Linked DNA regions of Zea mays: all the other regions are linked to region 3. A link is a contact called in public Hi-C data. All regions are on one chromosome and are shown on one strand. Each heading gives the region's core, a stretch centred on a gene start, on an enhancer-like site or on the middle of the called end of the contact. The rest is flanking DNA. Distances are from core to core; before and after follow the strand shown.

Region 1 (4,420 bases), core at 827-3,326, 210 kb before region 3:
CGTATCGACGTTATCGAGTTTCTGACAGGTTAGGGCGGTTATTATTTAGGGCCTAGCGTAGAGCCAGCTAGCTTAGCCGGCATGGCCTGCTGGTTTAGACAGAATTGATTGATAGCAGGGGAGGGGAGCCGGCTTGTGAATCGGATGACCCCTTTGGCTTAAGGCGTTGATTATTTGGATCACCTCTTAGCACGATTTTTCAGAGAGCATCTGATGACCCAGTCTACCATATCTTTAGGAGCTAAAGCAGTCTATACAGGACCATAGTTTTACCGTTGTAGATGAATTGTTAGAGAGTGAGAGGAAGTGGGCATGCAATCACGCAGGGCTTTACCATCAACGAAGCAGGTTAGCGAAGAGTGCAGCCTGATAGCGGCTGTCTCGGCCCGCCATGTATAGTAAGTAGTGTGTTGTGCTGGGCCGCCGCTCACACTACCGGAATTTGACTCTTTGCCGAGTGTCATATTCTTTGCCGATTGTTTTATTTCGGGCACTCGGCAAAGAGCTCTTTGCCGAGTGTCACGCAAAAAACCCTCGGTAAAATAAAACACTCGGCGAATAAGCTCTTTGCCGAGTGTTTTATTTTTGACACTCGGCAAAGAGTTTCTTTGCCGAGTGTCTTTTTTTGACACTCGGCAAAGGACTCTTTGCCGAGTGTCACAAATACAACACTCGGCAAAGAGCTATTTGCCGAGTGTTTTTTCTCCAACACTAGGCAAAGACAATATAAAAATCACATTTTAAAATAGTAAATTAATTCAAATGAAAAAGTTTTCAACTACAAATTTGTATAACTCATCATGATGTACAATTTATATATTGAACATTTCTTCATATGACAAAATAAAAATAAATTTGTTCATAAAATCTATATCTCTCTCGTAGTTTATGAAACTACGAGAGAGACGTATAGAATTTGTGCATATTGTTAGAACCATCATCTGAGATAAACAAATTACCAAACAACCAAAATAAACTTTGTAGATCTTGAGAAGTTATAGAAGTTTATAGTTGACAACTTTTTCATTTGAAGTCATATTGTCAACGAAAACTACGTCTGAATTTTAAAAATTTAAAATTTGAATTTTGAAAATGACTTCGAAAGAAAAAACCACCAACATGAAAGTTGTAGGTATTGAAGAGTTATGAAACTTTGTAGTTGACAATGTTTTAGTTTGAAATCATCTTGTTATGCAAAACTATGTTTGAATTTTGAAATTTGAATTTTTCAAACTGTCTCGGATGGAAAAACCACCAAAATAAAAGTTGTAGGTCTTGAAATGTAATGAAACTTTGTAGTTGACAATTTTTTGATTTGAAATCATCTTATCATTGAAAATTTCGTGTGAAGTTTTTAAATTTAAAATTCAAATTTTATAAACGGTCTCGGATGTAGAAACTATTAAAATAAAACTTTTAGATCTCAAAAAGTTATGCAACTTTATAGTTGGTCACATTTTCAAATGAACTCATTTAGTGCCTTAAATAATCAAATTACTCTCGATTTGTTATAGTACATGGGGAATGGAAATCGTAATATAAACATAATTGGTGTAGTAGTGTAGTGGTATAGGAGGGTATGCGCGAGAGAGAAGTTGCGAGTTCGAATCTCACCATTTACAAAACATATAAGTTTGATTTAAAATAATAGTGAAAAATGATAGGGAACGGGTAAGGTAATAGGGTAGGGTTGGAGAGTTGTTTCTATAATTTAAAAAATGTTTTGCTGTTTTTTTTAATTTTTTCGTTTCTTAATTTGCCGAGTGATTTTTGACACTCGGCAAAGTCTTTGCCGAGTGTCGAAAAAAAGTACTCGGCAAAGAACCCTTTGCCGATGAAATCTTAGCCGAGTGTTACACTCGGCAAAGCCTTTGCCGAGTGTAAAATAGCCTTTGCCGAGTGTCTTAGACCGAATGGAACGGGGTAGAGGCGTAGAGCTAATGAGTTGCTGCGAGAGAGATCCAAGCGCTTGCAAGAACATGCAAAGAGAGCTTAATTATTGTGGCACGGAGACCGATGCTCTGGTTGCTTCGCTCCTCAGTCCTCCACCTCCACGCGGTTGTCGGACTCGCCTGAAACGCCGTGCAAGAGCGTGACGTCGGCGAGGTGACGACGACGACCGATCGACACAGCAACGCGGCATATGCATGACGACGATGCAACTCGCCACATGCATGACGATACTCGGTCAAAGTTTACTTCTACCAATACCAACAGACGCGCTTGGCAGTGGGAACAAAATGTCAGATTCGCATTTGTTTGAAACAACTAGCTATAAGAGCTACTTGTCTACCTCGATCTGCACTCTCTTTACCGACAGTTGAGAGATCCAGTTTAGTTGAGATCGATGTGAGCTAGACGACGACGGATACGGCCGGTAGTGTCTCACTCATGTTACCACACACGCATAAGTACAAGCAAACGATGCGATTCAATTCTTTCCCCCCCCTGCAAATGACCTTTTAACCTCGCAGCATCGCAGCCCGAGGTCAAGGTCAACGACGACGGCTAGCAGTAGTTTAGGGCGCAAGTGGAGCCAACACTGACCGACTCACGCATGACAAGCAAGCATCCCTGTAGACGTAGAGATGTACTATCAGCACCACAATTGGCTTGATTGGTTGCTCGCATCGTCTTGTTCTGAGCCACTACATGCGTTGACTTTGTATAAGCGTGTGTTTGGTTGACTGTATAAGGAAGACCCGACCTGTATGAGTAGATACAAAATAAGTCATTTTGAGACTATTTAGGTGTATCTACGCATACGGCGGAATCTGGCGTACCCGGTCGGCCAAGCTCCTGCGAGCGTGGCTCGGCGTGCTCAGGCATCCAATCAGGTGGAATGTACTCAAAAAAAAAAATAGAAGAATCTTTACTGTAATCCTAGGTCAATATAATGCAGCGATGATACGTCTCGATTTTGTAACGCCTACGCAACCACGCGCGCGCGCTATATACGACGATCGGATTGGAATTGGATGTATATATACGTACTAGTCCACCTGCACCCTAAACATATGTGGACATGTCTTTGGTTGGAGAAGCAACACCTACTCGTCATCAGTTAAGTGAGTACGTCCACCTGCACCCTAAACATAATAACATGCTTTGACAGCCTGACTGTCTGAGGTTCTTATCTGCAATCACTTGAAGGACCTATGACACCTGAGAAAGGGGTGGAGGAGAATCAGGCAACCTAAAAATCTACTTATTAATAACTAAGGCCTCTAATTTTTACCTAAGAAAGTAATCTATCTATATATATGCATCCATCTACATGTTTGCTGCTTGATGAGTTGCTATCTCTGTCGCATAAGAGTTAATGTGCAATATATGCTCAAGTTCTATAACTAGCCTAGCATGTAAGTAATAAATAAAGTGTGAAAGCTTAATTGAGATAGAGACACAAACTCTCAAAAGATGGGATGTTAAATGGACATGCCATTAAGCCACGGCTACAGTACGTAGTCCCTGCAACTGTGTTGTAAACAAAACGCAGAACACCACACCACTCCTAGTTATTGCCGTGAGGAACGATGCACACGGACCCGCATGGCCGGCCGGCCGCATCACCACCGTCTAATATTAATGGTCAAAAGAGCAGCGCTGCTAGAGAATTTCATTTGAAAATCACGGCCAAGTTAATGTGCGCCAAATGATTGTTATCTGCTGCGTGCCCACGTTGGAAAGAAACAAACACTACGTACTCCTTTTTCTTTTTATGAGAGATCTCGTGCGTAATCTATCTGCATATCTATCTGATCATGCACCGGAATAGAAGCAAGCCGGCCCTGAAGTGTGTTAGTGCGTCTACGACGTATATATGATGCCTGAAGAGTGAATAATAATAACAATAAAAGTGCCACATCGTCAGTTGGATAAACCCTCGCGCTCGCGGCGTCCAACGAACGTGCAAGTACTACATGTGATGCCATGTATATATAAGACTAAGTAACTAACAACCCATGGATCAATGTTATGATGAGTAAGCAAGCAATATTTCTTGCTGACGATCACTACTAGGTCGATCGAGCTACCTTGCTTAGATAAAGGAGGAAATATGACGATACGATACGGTTATGGGGTGTTTGGTTTGAGGAATGAACTAGTCTATCATCTTCTCACTCCTTACTATTTTTGTTTGGTTTGTGGAATAGAATGAGTTGATCCACATCACCACCTCATTCCTTATAGTTAGTTAGTTAGTACTAATATGAGGAATTGAGTCATTCCACCAAATTTGAGGAATGAACTCATAATGCACCACCTCATTTTGGATGGTTTGATTCCTCAAACCAAACACTCTATTAATGGATGGATCGAGATCTCCATATATGCATGTGATGCAACTAATCAATAAAATTAAAAGCACGCGATCGATGATGATGCACACCGACCTCTTTTTGGTGTGATACGACAG
Region 2 (4,133 bases), core at 740-3,239, 170 kb after region 3:
TCTTTGACCATACACCAGCTGAACTTGCCCCCGGGCAGCTGAGCTGGGGTTTTCTCTCCTAAACTCTCTAGTCTAGACCAGCTGAACTGGTCCTGGGGGGCAGTTCAACTGGTCTCTGACCCCTCTGACTTCTGACCTGCAGTCTGCCAGTCAGACTAGCAGTCAGGTCACCAGGGTTGTCATGGGGCGGTTCAACCGGTCCTATCATGTCTGACCAGCCTGCAGGTCAGTCTGCCAGTCAGTCTGGCAGTCAGACTAGCAGACAGTCTCCTGACTTGTCGGGGGGTGGTTCAACCGCCCTAGGGGGCGGTCCAACCGGTTTTCTGTGGGGTTCCTGGTTAAACGGCTAGTTTTTGAGCCGTGACTATAAATAGAACCCTCTCCCCCTTTCTTCAATGTGGTTGTACACTTACACATTTATTGCTCACCTAATTTGAGACAAAGCACTCCTTTCTCCCATCTCTCTCACACTTAAATCTTCCTCAAGATTCAACCTTGTTGGAGAAGCTCTTGGGTGTGAGGTTTGTGCTTGTGCTCATGATTTGGCTTTCCTCTCCCATCTCTTTTTAAAAGACTTGAGCTTGTGCAAACCCCTCTTGTGCTTTCTTGGTGTTCTTGAAACACTAGGTTTCAAGATCTTTTGAGGTTGCTTGGGAGTCTCCAAATTTGTGGACGACCCCAAGAAGTTTGTATCACCCGCTCTTTGAGCTGAAATAAGAAGAGATTGCTTTGACCTTTGTGGTCGGCTTTTGGAGGATTAGGGTTGAAAAAGACCCGGCCTTTTGTGGGCTGTTCAATGGGGAGTAGGACACCTTTGTGGTGTGGCCGAACCACGGATTAAATCTTGTGTCTTGTGTTCTTGCTTGTCTTTAACTTAAGATATTTTTACTTGCAAGATTGACATATAGATTTTTCCATAAAGTATATTTAGAAGTGAAATAGCCTTTATATATTCATCTTTCAATTCTAACTTAGTTATACCTTACTTCTCAAAAGGACTCGTGAAATACTTTTTCGAGTAGATTATAGTCTAAAGTTTATAAAACAGTTGGATTGGTTCAGAGTGGTTCAACTTGCGCACGTAGCTGTTGAACCAGCCTGCACCAGTCGAACTGTGTATTTAACAATCTTTCGAAGTTTGTTGTGAAAATTTTCAGATTAGCCTATTCACCCCCTCTAGGCTACTTTCAAAAATAGTGTAGAGTGAGCACTCGAACCTGACCCCGCAATTACCACACATCCCTCAGGGTTTAGAAATAAATAATTTATATATTAAAAAATAGTGTAGAGCAAGCACTCAAACCCACACTCTACTCCAACTCAAGGCTAACTACCAAACCACACATATCTTAGTTTAGAAATAAATAATAATTATATTTGAATAAATATATTAATACCTATTGTATATGCTACTTTATTAAGAATCTAATGTGGGCACTTGGTACTACCATAACTTCACTCTCCATGCTGACACTCTAGACCTGCCCCACCTCAGCCGACACATGCCCTGTGGGCTTCAGGCCGAGTGCCCGCGCAGCACTCTTTCAACCACTGTTTAGAAATAAACAATAATTATATAAAAATTTGGAGCTAACCACCAAACACGTAACTTAGTCACCAAACACATAACTTAGTGTTTAAAAATAAATAATAATTATATTTAAATAAATATTTCAATACCTATTATTTATATGACATATAAAAACCGTAGCCAAAAACACGAACAACTCGCTAATCTGATATATAGAAATAGTATCAAATCACACGCGCTAGTATACTAGAAAAACTGCATAGGTCACCCATCGGCCATCGCCCGGTCTGCGGCGTGCCATGCGCCCATGCATGCCAGATGCCACCAGCAACCGAAGACCAAACCAAACCGCTCCTCCCAACAAATCAGACCCCGCCACGTGTTCCTTCGCCACCAACCGCGCCTCCCCCCACCGGCCGACGGGCAGGTCAAATCAAAGTCGTGCACCAACGCAACGCCATCGTCGCGACTCGCGACGAGAGAGTTTTGTCCTGTACTCGACTCGACCACGCGAGTACGTGACGGCCGTGCGGCTCAAGTAAAGCTGTAAAGGACGCACTCTCGCCGAATTAACCTCACCGTACCCCTCGCCATGGCGGTGCCGGCTCCCCTCGCCTCGGGCGCCGCCGTCCTCCTCCTCCTCGTCTCCCTCGCGCCCGTAGTCGCCGACGAGGCCGCGCGCTACAACCCCGGCGCGTGCCGGGGCGTCCTCCTCCCGCTGCGGCGACACCGTCGACGTGCGCTACCCGTTCTTCCCCGCCGACGCCACTTACGCCGTCGAAGGCGGCACGGCGTACGCCAAGTCCTACTGCGGGTACCCCGGCATGGGGGTGGCCTGCGAGGGCGGCCGCGCAACACTGAGGCTCGGGGCCGACAACTACACCGTGCTGGCCATCGACTACAGCAACCACACCGTGACGGTGGCCGGCGCGGCGAGCGGGGACGACCACTGCCCGAGGGTGGCGCGCAACGTCACCGTGCCGCCGGGGACGTGGCTCAGCCTGTCGGACACCGCCAACGAGGACCTCGTCTTCTGGTTCGACTGCGTCTTCACAGCGGAGACCCCTCCGCCGCGGGCGGACGTCCCGCCCCCGATCAGTTGCAGCGGCTTCCGGAGTCCGAGCGGGGCGACGTCTTTCGTGGTGGTGGCGCGGCCGGGCGTGGACGAGTGGGAGTGGCCGCGGGCGTGCAAGAAGCCGGTCGTCGTGCCGGTGCTCAAGGACCAGCTCCTGAACCCTGATGCGGACTACCTCTCGCGTCTCAACGGCGACGGGTACGGGCAGCTGCTGAAGCTGGGTTTCCAGCTGACGTGGGACCCCAGCGCCGGGCCCTGCTACTTCTGCGAGAACTCCGGCGGGCAGTGCAGCTACAACCAGGTCGGAGAGTTCATCGGCTGCCTGTGCTCCGACGGCCGCGTGCGCAGCACAGACTGCGGTAAGATTCTTGATCTGCCCTTTTTCTCTGTTAGTAGCAGTAGAACATAGTTCTCGGACTGCACTTACATTGTGCTCTAAATTATATACTATAAGATTTAATGATCGGATCGAATTAAAATCGAGACTTATTTCTATTCATTTTTGAATTAAAAATTATTTAGGGTACTATTATTTTGTGAGGAAGCATTTGGATCGCGATCCATTATCACCCCTAACTACAGTGCAGTGCACCATGATACATACACAATACGTGAACGAAGAACTGGACCTTGATAGCTTTCTTCACATATTTCTTTCATTTTCATCGTCTGTTTGATTGAATAGTTAGTACTAGCTAGTTGACAAGTAGCAGGCCTAACTACTCCGAAGAACGAGATAAAACTGTAACCAACTTGTGTTGCAACTTGCAAGACATGATCCCTTGGGGGTTTATGTAGTAATAAACTCTTCTTAGGAAAACCAGATGCCACTGATATCATATACTTGGTTTGCTCCCTGCTTCATAACTTGTTTTCCCCTACTTCTTTTGCAGGATCGAAGAAGAACAAAAAAGCGATTGCAATAGGTAAATTCTGAACCTGTCTGCTCTACAAGCTAGTAATACTATATATAATCTTGCATTGATAATTGGATACGAACTGGAGGTTTGCTCTAGCTTTGTTGTGCGATGAATGGTTTCGTTTTTTGTTTAGAAATGTTACAGACAATACAAGCAACATCGTGATTGTCAGCATAACAGTGACTGAAATGTTAGAAGAAATTAAGCAATGCACTGCCACCCCTAACCCCATGCACCTGTTCTTTCCTGAACAATGTCCTCACCGTTTGCAAAATTCGCAACTTCAGGGACCTCCATAGCTGCCGGCGTTCTGTCCTTGCTTCTTGTGGTCATGGCGTGCTTGTACATCCGCAAGAGAAGGCAGTACAAGGTGACCTCGTCCTCGAGGCTCCTCAAGCCCACTGCCTCCGGCGGGACGCCGCGTTCCAGAGGTAGCACTGACATGGAGTCCGGCAGCGTCCGCAGCCTGCAGACGCACCACTTCACATACGAGGAGCTGGAGGAGGCAACTGACAGCTTCAGCGGCACAATGGAGATCGGCGATGGCGGCTTCGGCACCGTGTACAAAGGTACACACATCACCACACTCTTGATGATAAAACACTGT
Region 3 (4,092 bases), core at 1,025-3,524:
GCGCAGCGCCTCCGCCCACGCCTCCGCCGCGGCCGCCTTCTTCTCGGCGAGGGCCCGGACGACCTCGGGGCGGGCGGCCAGGTACTCGTACTCGAACCTTGCGACCGTCACGTTCCCGCCGGACGCCTGCGGCGCAGTCCCGGCCAGCGCCGCGTCCTCGACGGCGGCCCTGAGCCTCGCCGTGGCCGCGGCCTCCGACGCCCTCGCCGCCTCGAGCTCCTTGATCGACTCCCTGACCCTCTGCTCGACCGCCGCGATCTCGGCGCCGACGGCGTCCGCGTCCTCTGTCACGCTCTGGCTGTCCAGCTCCGTCAGCGCCCTCTCCTTCTCCGCTGCCTCGGTCTCCTCGCCCAGCCGCCGCAGCGCGGCCGACAGCTCGGCCAGCACCGCCTCGGCCCGCTCGTCCACGGCCGTGGCGGCGTCCAGCCGGGACCTGGCCGTGACAAGCCTGGCGTTCAGCTGGCTCACCTGCGCGCTGGCTCGTACCTCCTGCTCGGCGAGCCGGTCGATCTCCTCGGCCGTCTCCCCGCGGGTGCGTTCTACGGAGCCGGCGAACGCGCGGGCTCCCTCTTCTTTCATGGGCTCCTCCAGCTCGGCCTCCGCAGCCTGCCGCGCTGCCGTCGGTGCGGTCTCGGCGTCCACGACGGCGTGGGCCGTCGCCGGCACCGCCGCCGCCGTGTCCGCGGACTCGAGTCCCACGTCGGAGCTGCTGGCGGTGGCGAACCTCTCGTCAGGGTCGCTCGCTCCGAGGCTCCTGTCCCTACGCAGCACTAAGGCACGCGCCCTCGTGTCCTGCACGCCCTGCTTGCGGAATCCACCGGCCACGGCGAGCTCCATTATGCCTGGGCCACGCTCCTCGTTTCCCTCGCCGGCCTCTCCCTCCGCACCGTCGAGGGGAGGCGGACCGGGGCTCGTCGCTCTGGGCGTCGGCGTCTCCGCGACTCCCTCGGCCTCGGCCTCGGCCTCCCTCGCGGACTTCACCTCGCGCTGCAGCTGCCGGAGCTCCCTCTTGACGCGGTCCAGCTCCTGCATCACCTCGACGAGCAGCGTGCTGCTCTGATCCCGAGGATGGTCGGCGGCGTCCACCACCAACCCCGTCTTCTTCCTCCTGCTGCCGCTGGCACGTGTTCTTTGGAGCTCCGGCCTGTGAGAAGCCCTCGCCGTGGCGGCGTTGGCCTGCTCGACCTGCCGCTCCAGTTCCTGGGCCATGCCAGTCGCCCTTGACAGCTCGGACTCGGCACGGCCGCGCTCCCGCTCCGTGACGACGGCCCTGCGCTGGTCCAGCAGCCGCTCCAGGGTGGGTGATTGTGATTCGCTCGCAGTCGCGGGTGAGAATTTCTGCATGCATGCGCCACGGTCGGTGTCAAGCGCAGCACATCATTTTCATTTTCAGAGTTGAGAATTCAGATGGTACCTTGTTGGCGGCTCTTCTCCTGCTCCTCCCCGGCCTCCTCACATCGATGCTCTGGCCAAAAATGCTCATGGCCTCTCCCGACCTGATCTCTCCCGAGTTCTGCTCCATTTTACTCTCCATGTCCTTGAAAGATCTCTTAGAAGCTTGGTTATATAGTAGGACGGCAACAACATAAACGACAAGCGTTGGCGTTGAAGTTCCAAGCCTGGGAATGCATGGCAAAATTCAGAGGAGCCCCCCTCACTAGAAAAGCACATACAAAATACATCACAGTCGCAGCTCTACAGTATCCATGCTGTTGCTGTGGGGCATTCCTAGAAAGCGACCAAAATACCCAGCTCGCATTTCCCTTCATTTTCTTTTCGAAAATTGCTTCCTTGTTAACTCAGTTGCCTTGGTGGTTGGTTGGTTCATTGGACAGAATATAAATGGAGGTCCCGAGATCAGTTTGGGTGCTCCCACCAGCTAACGGCAGCCTGTGTGCAGAGGACAACGCCCGTGCCTTGGAGACTCCTGCGGGCTTACTAGCAAATACCAGACAACCACCTTGCTGTTGGCGCCTGTGTGCATAGGACAAGCTGTGGAAAATGTATCATCACCATCGTGAATTGCGGTGCATGAGCTTCATCCAGGGAATTGCTGCATTGTGCAGAGTCAGATCAGCAGCAAAGCGAGAACACTCGGCACCTGATGCTGCGATGACAACACAGTTGCCTTCTCCTTTTTGAAGATTCAGTTGCCTTCTCCTGTCTGGCTGATGAATTGAATTGATAAATAAAAGAATATTGTTGCTTGAGGCCATATAAGAACTAGAATTGAGACTGGTTGTTTGAATGAGAATTGAGAATTTAAATTAATTAAATTACATTGAATTTGTTGGGGTCCTCCCTAAATAGGAGAACACCCTTAAAAAATTAAGGTATGCTGCTAATTATGATGAGCACACAGTATTCTTTAGTAAAAGGCGAAAGAATAGTTCGCTTTGTGCTCACCACACAGCTCCGTGTTTTAGTCTGGTGACACCAACCCCTCTCTTATAACTTGTCCCGTAACCCTATGTCTATCAGCTCCACGATAAGGTACTAATAATCCCATGATCAACACCTACTTTCGGCCGAGTCTTCTGTCCAGGGTTCAAGTGGGCTGTTCTACATCCATCCATGGGCCGTCCAGCAATGAATCGTGCGGAGTCTGGCCTGCCAACGATTTCACAAGTGAAGTTCCACGCTGGCCGCTGGCTTCGAGCTTGCTGGACGCGCAGTCAGCGTCTTTAACGAGTTCTTTTTTTATTCGTTTCTTGCCAAAAGGGCTATCAAGGCGACCCTATCAAAGCAGCCCAGAGGCCACGGCCCATGTGCTGAACATCATTTGCAGCCCACGAGTTGGTCTGACCTATTTTTGCTGATACGTGTTCTGGAGTGAAAGGAAGTCTATTTTAGCTCTACCTCTATGTGAGTATCCGTGGTCTAATTTTTCTTACTAAATTTTAAAATTATATATATATATAGATATATATTACCTCCAAAGTTTTAAAACTTTTTATATTACGTCTCTATCTTAACTTGAATTGGTTTTAAAGGCAGTTTCATCATTTGTATTAACAAAATAAAAACTGTGTCTCTGTTAGATACTTGGTAAAACTTTTAAACGTAAAAAATGTTCCTAAGTTTATAGTTTTTAAGCAAACTCCAGAGTTAGATTAGGACAAGAAAATCCAAATAAAATATTTAGATCTCATGTTGGTATCCATATTCCCTAGAAGCTCTAAAGAATATATTTAGCTCTGGCAAGATTAAAAATGTATCTAAAAAAACTTGAAAATTTTGGTAAAACGTTATAGTCAATGTTTAAACATGTCTTAATAACTTTCTGCGACAAAAAAAGGTGCGGAGTATAAGATACAACTAGCATGAATGCAGCTTAAATGGTGAACAACGCAAATATATTTTTGCGGTAGCGGACAGATGTCCAACTTGTCACCGATCAAATTGATTTCAGACCTAACAAGATATAAACAAACGTCATCGTCTCGTTATTCTAAAAATTATTTTGAAAACGACACAAGATGAAGACCTTTGAATTGATTATTTCAGAATCAACTCAAAGCTCGGGGGCTACACCTATTGGGTGCGCCTTCGGTGCACCCAACAGATTCACAATGCCTGAAAGCCAAATGCTGATTTGAAAAGCAAAAGTATGAAGACCTTTGAATGGAATACTTCTAAAATCCACTCAAAGCCCCGGGACTACACAACTGATTCACAATGCCTGGAAGCCAAATGCTGATTTGAAAAGCAGAAGGATGAAGACATTTGAATGGATTACTTCTCAAATCCACTCAAAGCTCAGGGGCTACACTCATTGAGTGCACCTTCAGTGCACCCAACAGATTCACGACACCCTGAAGCCAAGTGCTGATTTCAAAAGCATAAATATGAAGACCTTTGAATGGATTACTTCTAAAATCCACTCAAAGCTTGGGGGCTACACCCAATGGGTGCACCTTCGGTACACCTAACAAATTCACGACGCCCTGAAGCCAAGTGTTGATTTCAAAAGTATAAAGATGAAGACCTTTGAATGGATTACTTCTAAAATCCACTCAAATCTCGGAGGCTACACCCAATGGGTGCACCTTTGGTGCACCCAATGACCCAACAGAGGTACAAATGATCAAG

What was found. Hi-C and Micro-C count contacts between places; a contact is called where the count stands out from the background.
Region 1: a contact with region 3 is called in a Hi-C map of tassel, with 5 times the contacts expected there. The contact joins the enhancer-like site here to the promoter of LOC103636980 in region 3. A contact is called at or near these places in 3 of 25 Hi-C or Micro-C datasets (ear, leaf and tassel).
Region 2: a Hi-C map of root tip shows a contact between it and region 3, with 4 times the contacts expected there. The contact joins the promoter of LOC103635294 here to the promoter of LOC103636980 in region 3. A contact is called at or near these places in 3 of 25 Hi-C or Micro-C datasets (ear, root tip and tassel).

Annotation. Positions count from the first base shown.
Region 1 is chr8:65,940,070-65,944,489 of Zm-B73-REFERENCE-NAM-5.0, forward strand. No RefSeq gene overlaps it. Among protein-coding and RNA genes, the nearest start is that of TRNAF-GAA, 5.4 kb to the left of the region's middle. Within about 2 kb of position 2,077, at least 11 of the 20 cell types and tissues checked have an H3K27ac peak or open chromatin away from gene starts, as enhancers often do. A contact at or near this core is called in ear, leaf and tassel, where this site is marked.
Region 2 is chr8:66,320,321-66,324,453 of Zm-B73-REFERENCE-NAM-5.0, forward strand. It overlaps LOC103635294 (LEAF RUST 10 DISEASE-RESISTANCE LOCUS RECEPTOR-LIKE PROTEIN KINASE-like 1.2), which reads left to right and starts at 1,990. Exons shown (of 5, transcript XM_008657785.4): 1 at 1,990-2,965; 2 at 3,500-3,532; 3 at 3,814-4,095. The coding sequence starts at 2,356.
Region 3 is chr8:66,146,945-66,151,036 of Zm-B73-REFERENCE-NAM-5.0, forward strand. LOC103636980 (Protein PLASTID MOVEMENT IMPAIRED 2) reads right to left here and starts at 2,275. Exons shown (of 2, transcript XM_008659273.4): 1 at 1,415-2,275; 2 at 1-1,338. The coding sequence starts at 1,534. It overlaps LOC111590087 (U5 spliceosomal RNA), which reads right to left and starts at 2,415; the gene lies at 2,296-2,415.